Linked DNA regions of Mus musculus: region 1 is linked to region 2. Evidence: chromatin contacts called from public HiChIP or PLAC-seq data. All regions are on one chromosome and are shown on one strand. Each heading gives the region's core, a stretch centred on a gene start, on an enhancer-like site or on the middle of the called end of the contact. The rest is flanking DNA. Distances are from core to core; before and after follow the strand shown. Region 1 has its middle 6.2 kb from the start of Gm52700. Region 2 overlaps Pakap (paralemmin A kinase anchor protein).

Evidence for each region. HiChIP or PLAC-seq counts read pairs in DNA pulled down with a chosen protein or histone mark.
Region 1: a contact with region 2 is called in a CTCF HiChIP or PLAC-seq map of the NIH/3T3 cell line, with 40 read pairs. The contact joins two enhancer-like sites. A contact is called at or near these places in 3 of 39 promoter capture datasets (the 3T3-L1 cell line, the C10 cell line and hippocampal neurons), 4 of 15 datasets of contacts at CTCF or cohesin (the NIH/3T3 cell line, embryonic stem cells and stem cell-derived epiblast-like cells), 27 of 484 Hi-C or Micro-C datasets (the 3T3-L1 cell line, 3T3-L1-derived adipocytes, the C2C12 cell line and 13 more), 21 of 115 datasets of contacts at active chromatin or transcription factors (the NIH/3T3 cell line, astrocytes, cardiomyocytes and 12 more) and 1 of 9 other capture datasets (adipose tissue).

The regions. Positions count from the first base shown.
Region 1 is chr4:57,929,572-57,932,565 of GRCm38.p6, forward strand. No RefSeq gene overlaps it. Among named protein-coding and RNA genes, the nearest start is that of Gm52700, 6.2 kb to the left of the region's middle. Within about 2 kb of position 1,415, at least 39 of the 459 cell types and tissues checked have an H3K27ac peak or open chromatin away from gene starts, as enhancers often do.
Region 2 is chr4:57,674,146-57,676,944 of GRCm38.p6, forward strand. All of the region lies in intron 4 of Pakap (paralemmin A kinase anchor protein), which reads left to right. Among named protein-coding and RNA genes, the nearest start is that of Gm52699, 53 kb to the left of the region's middle. Within about 2 kb of position 1,401, at least 95 of the 459 cell types and tissues checked have an H3K27ac peak or open chromatin away from gene starts, as enhancers often do.

The sequences.
Region 1 (2,994 bases), core at 165-2,664, 260 kb after region 2:
CTCCAGTGACGCACCTTCTCCCACAAGGCCACACATCTTAATCTTTCCCAATCAGTTAACAGATCGGGACAATGTGAGTCCTCTAGGATCCTGTTTTCCTTCTTCCGGTCGGCTCATTCCGAATCAGATCAAGAGTCTCTCCCGGACGTTTGGGCCCACGTTCTGGAGATCTACCCTTTGTCTTAGCGATAGTCAGACGGCCACGGCGTTTGGGCCCACGTTCTGGAGATCTACCCTTTGTCTTAGCGATAGTCAGACGGCCACGGCTTTACTAGTAAGGGTAAGGGTTTCACATTAGTGCGGGATTCTCAATCTGGACTGAGTGTTAAGAACCACTTAAGTTGGGCCTGGTGGCTCATACCTGCAGCCCCTGCACTTGACCTGTGGAAGCGGGAAGATCAGGAGTGGAAAATCAACCTCAGCCACAAAGTGAATTTGACGGAAGCCTACATACACTGTAGGAGACTTTGTCTCAAAATCAAACCAAAACACAAACCAACCAACCAACCAACATACAAGGAAGCCCTCGAGAAGATGTCCTATGGAACACTCAGAGCTGTGAGGAAAGTGAGGGACAATTTTCTACTGTTTACTTAATAACCAAAACAGAGCCAACCAACCAACCAACCTACCTACCAACCAACCATCCAACCAACTAACCAACCAACCACCAACCAAAAGAGTTATGATGGTGGCTCATGCCCAGTGCTAGGAAGACTGAGTCAGGAGAATTGCTGTGAGTTTAAAACTAACCTAAGTAGCACATTAAGTTCTGGGCTGGAGAGATCTGCCTTAGCTACTTTTCTGCTGTGATGACAAAGTAACCTAACAAAAGTAATTTAAGAGAGAAAGGCTCAGCCGGGCAGTGGTGGCGCATGCCTTTAATCCCAGCACTCAGGAGGCAGAGGCAGGCAGAGCTCTATGAGTTCAAGGCCAGCCTGATGTACAGAGTGAATTCCAGGACAGCAGGGCTACACAGAGAAACCCTGTTTCAAAAAAACTGAGAGATGAGGGTGGGGGTGGGGTGGCAGCAATAGGGCATAAGTCTCTTGGTTGGGAGCACTGGGTGACAGGAGCAAGCAGCCAGTCTGTCACACTGCAGTAGCAGAGAGGGATCACAGGAAGCTGGTTCTCATTGTTGTACTTCCTCCATCAAGGCTCCATGTGCCAAAAGGTTTCACAACCTTCTCAAACGTCCCCAGCTGCTGAGAATCAGGTGTTCCCACACATGAGTCTATAGGGAACGGGTCATGTTCAAACCACAACAGACCCTGTCTCAAAACCAAAAAATAAAAACTTATGAAAAGAATCATCTGACGAGTGTCTCTAAAAAATGAAGTGTTCTGGGTTCATGTGACCTCTCTTCAGATCACAGGAGAGGGCAGTAGGGCCCAGTCATGAGTACTTTCGAAACTTGCCAAAGTGCAGTGGAAACCAAGAGCCGCTCAAGTATTGAAGTGGTTCTTTGTCATGCTGCTTGCTTTCCTTTAGAGCAATGTTTTGTCTGTTTACATTACAGGTATTTCTGGGGCTAGGGGGAGGAAGAAGAGAAGGGATCCCTTGGGGTCTGCATCTTCCTCAATTCTCTGCCCAGGGTCCTTGGCTCTGTCTTCATATAGGACCCAGACTGTGTGCATGCATCCCTGAACTCTGAACTTTCACACTGGTTCAGGGAAGCAAGGGTCATCCAACTGCACAGACTTTCAGCTTGAACTTGACTCACCCCCTCTGACCTGTAAGTTTGTGCTGTCTTGTTATTCAGGCTGTGAGCTTTTGCTTTCCAAGTCCTCTGCTCTGTTAGTCCTTTGCTCTGTAGGCATGTGAACGTGTGCATAGATCTCCATGTGTGCATGAAACTCCAGGAGAATCGATTGAAAGTGCCCAGTCCTAACATGAGCCAAACATTGGCTGTGCAGATCTGTAGCTTTATTTGACCATAAGAAAGCACATTAATACTCAGCCATATCGGCATCTGGGGAGTTTTGGATGTGGGAACAGCTTGCTTGGAGAGTTCTCTTCATTGTACTTTCTGCTCAGATGCACAAGGATGTTAGAATCTACTGCTCTGTTCTTTGTCTCTGACTTTGGGGTTTAACCTGGGACCTGTGTAGACTTTTGGAGTCCTTACATCATTCAAGGCAAGTTTCCCAATCTGCTTGCATCCTCGAAGGACATACTTCTTTTTTTTATTATTTTGTTTTAATTAAAATTTTATACAGTATTTTGATCATGTTTTCTCCTCCTTCTAGTCCTCCCAGATCTCCCCCCACTTCCTAACTTTATATTCTCTCTCTCTCTCTCTCTGGAAAAAAGTCCCCCCAAAAAGGAAAATTAACACAAACAAGCAATAGACCAATAAGACAAAAGACAAAAAACAAAAACAGCTCAAACAAAACAAAATGAAGTATGCACACACAAAAAATCCACATGACATTTCTTTTATTTTGGCCACTGTTCCTAGGCATGGGGTCCTGCCCTGGAGTGTAGTTGATATTCCAAGTAACACTCCATTGGAAACAATAAATTTTCCTTTTACCAGTGGCTGTCAATTGCATATAATTTATTGGTTGGAATCGGAGCTTGTGTCCACTTCCTCCTTTCAGTGCTGGGATTTCATCTGATTTGAATCTGTGAAGCTCTTGTGCATGCTGCCACAGTATCTGAATTCATATATCCTGTTGCGCCTGAAAGACATTGTTTCCTTGGAGTAATCCATCACTTCTGCCTCTTAGAATATTTCTGCCTTCTCTTTCACGTAAGACTCCAGGAAGCCTTGGCTTACCAGGGACCCCCTGAGTGAACCACTTGGAGCCAGGATCGATGCAAAAAGCAAGAGGAATTTATTGTTCCAGTGCGCTGGGGTTGTCCCAGACCTGATGGAGAGGCGGCGACCCCCAGCACCCATTCAGTGAGTTTTCCAGGGGCAGAACAGAGTGTCAGCAACTAGGCACAATATGATTGGCAGAACAGTGCACCCTTTAAACTGGTTGGTCT
Region 2 (2,799 bases), core at 151-2,650:
CACTGTAGCGCACAGCATTTGGTTAGGAAGTCACCAATGCCATTATAACGACAGCAAATAAAACTATTTGTTTTCCACTATGGCTCATACCACATTTGGTTCCGCACAGTCTTTCTAGAACATAGTCGATCCAATCACTTCTTTTAATTTTTTTTTAAAGTTTACATGTATGTATATATGTGTCTGTGTGAGTGCTTGTGGACATGTGTGCGCAGGAGCCAACAGAGGCCAAGAAAGGGTGTGGGATTCTTTGAAGCTGGAGTTCCAAGTGTTTGTGAGCCTTCTAACTTGGGTGCTTGGATCTGAACTTGAATCCTCACTCTTAACTGCTGAGCTCTCTGCAGCTCCCACCGCCACGACTTGCCTTTCAGGATCAACCTCCTTCCCTTAACCCCACCCCCACCCCGTCACTTCCTGTTCCTGTTCTGAAAGCTGGATGTAGTTCACCCCTTCTGAGATTCTCATTCCCACTTGCGCCTTCACTCTTCATTGGCTGCCAGGACTCCTAAACACATCTGTGCCTCGGTGATTTTTCTCCTCCCGTAAGATCTTACTCTAGGCATCAAGATTGTGAAATTCTGTCCTGTCCTTGTTTGGGTAGCTAAAGCATGTCCTGCCTCGTTTCATGTCAACTTGACACAAGCTGACATTTTGGAAGAAGGACCCTCAATTAAGAAATGCCCTGATCAGGCTGGCCTGTGGGTTCTCTCCCATATGCATTTCTTGCTTGATGAATAATGTAGGAGGGGCCAGATCAATGTGGAATCATGGCTGGTGGTCCTGGGTGCTATAAGAAGGCAGGCTGAGTGAGCCATGCATGAGAAAGAAGCAAGCCAGTAAACAGTGGTCTTCCATGGCTTCTGCTTGAGTTCCTGAATCCAGCCTTACCCTGCTTGAGCTCCTGCCCTGACTTCCCTCAACAGTGTACTAGCAACTGGAAGTGTAAACTAAAGTAAACCCTTTCTTCCCCGAGCTGTTTTTTTTTTTTTTTTTTGTCCTGGAGTTTTATCACAGCAGCAGAAACCCTAACTGAGACATAGCGTCCAACATTCCATAACTGGGATTTTATAGCTCTGCTAAGTGCTATGTCACAACCGTTAAAGCCGCCTTCCTCATCAGAGGATGGGGTTCTCTTATGTGGAGACCCCGCAGCAATTCCTACCCCCAACCTCCGCAGTCACTCGGTAAACATTAATGAATGATGCTGACTCTTCCAGAATCGTCTCTCAGGATCCCAGAGCCTCCTGCTTTTCAGGCACTTTGCCTGTTATCATTTCTGCTTTGCTCACCCGGGCTAGGAACTCGTTTCATTACAGGCTTCCCCCCCGCCCCCCTTGCCTGGTGTCTGGTCCCTGAGCCTCGTACGGGGTCACCCACAGCTGGGCCACAGCTGGGCCACAAGCCCGCAGCTTCCGCGAGCAAGGGGCGGGGCCCAGAGTTTCACCTCTGAGAATAAGCCGGAGAACAATGCCAGGAAGTGTTGGAGCAGGGAAACAGCCCGCTGGGCTGAGCCCATTCGGAGGAGCTTCCTGATTGGCTTGATCTGCACCGTGCAGGAACTCTTAGAATAACTTTGGAATTGTCCCAGCAGAGAGACAAACTTCTCCACTGAAAAAGGGCTGTCACCTAGTGATGTCAAGCACGGAAAACATGGTTAGGAACACCCAAAAGCTCTGACTAAGTTTCCTTCGGAAAGGTCTGTTTGGATTTACCTAACCCTCCTATCTCCTTCCCCCACCCCCAACTCTAACCACTTTCTGAGTCTCTGTCGCAGGTACAATGTCCTCTATGCTTTTTGAAGGGTCGACATCCTCCCTTCTAGGGTATCAAATGGCAGAGGCCCTGTTTATTGGGCAGCAGGTTGGGTGACTCATGGAACCCCATGGTGCCCATGGACACAGGAAGAAAGGGCTCCTTGCTCAAAGCATCTTTCAGCAGTGCAATGTGAACTCTGGCTGTGGACGAACACTCTTCCATGCACTGTGGAGCCATAGCACCACACTGTTCATGCTTCCAAGGTGGAGTTGTACCCAAATCTACTTGTGCTCCAATGAACAGCCAAGCGGAGGCAGGAGATGGTGTGGGCAGAGGTTCCAATTAGCTCTCCCCTTCAACCAGCACAGTTCTGTGTCTTTAAAGAATTGGAAAGACCCACTTCTATCCCAAAGTGAGGAAGTCATGTAGATCTTTACAACAGGAATGCTCCACTTCTTCTTAGGAAATGGGATTACATTGAGTGGAGGTTGATTTTCCAGGCTCCAACAAACCCAGCTCTAGGTCTTATGGATGGCGGCGCATAGCAGTTTAGCCTCTGCCAGCCTCAATCTCAGCCTCAGGCAGGTGTGGGTTATAATGGTAAAACACTGCACCATGTGTATCCATCCTATACGGTCTAGCTCATGATAAATATTCAGAGAACATTAGCTGTTTTTTACCACCACTTTTGTGGGGCACTAAATAATCATATTTCTTTCAATGAAAGAGTCAAAGTCTTTTTTTAATCTTTATTTTAAATTGTTTTTATTTAAATGAGTGTGTATGAATGGATGCTGTGTGTGTGTGTGTGTGTGTGTGTGTGCCCACAGAGACCAGACAAGGATCCTTTGAAATTGGCATTCAAGATGATTGTGAGCCACTAGGTGGGTACAGAGAATTGAATCTGGGTCCCTCTGGAAGAACAGCCAGTGCTCCCAACCACTGAGCCATCTCTCCAGCCCTGAATCGGTCTTTTCAAAATATAATTCTTTTTTGTTATTTTTAGATTTATTTGTTTTATTTTTGTGAGTACACTGTAGCTGT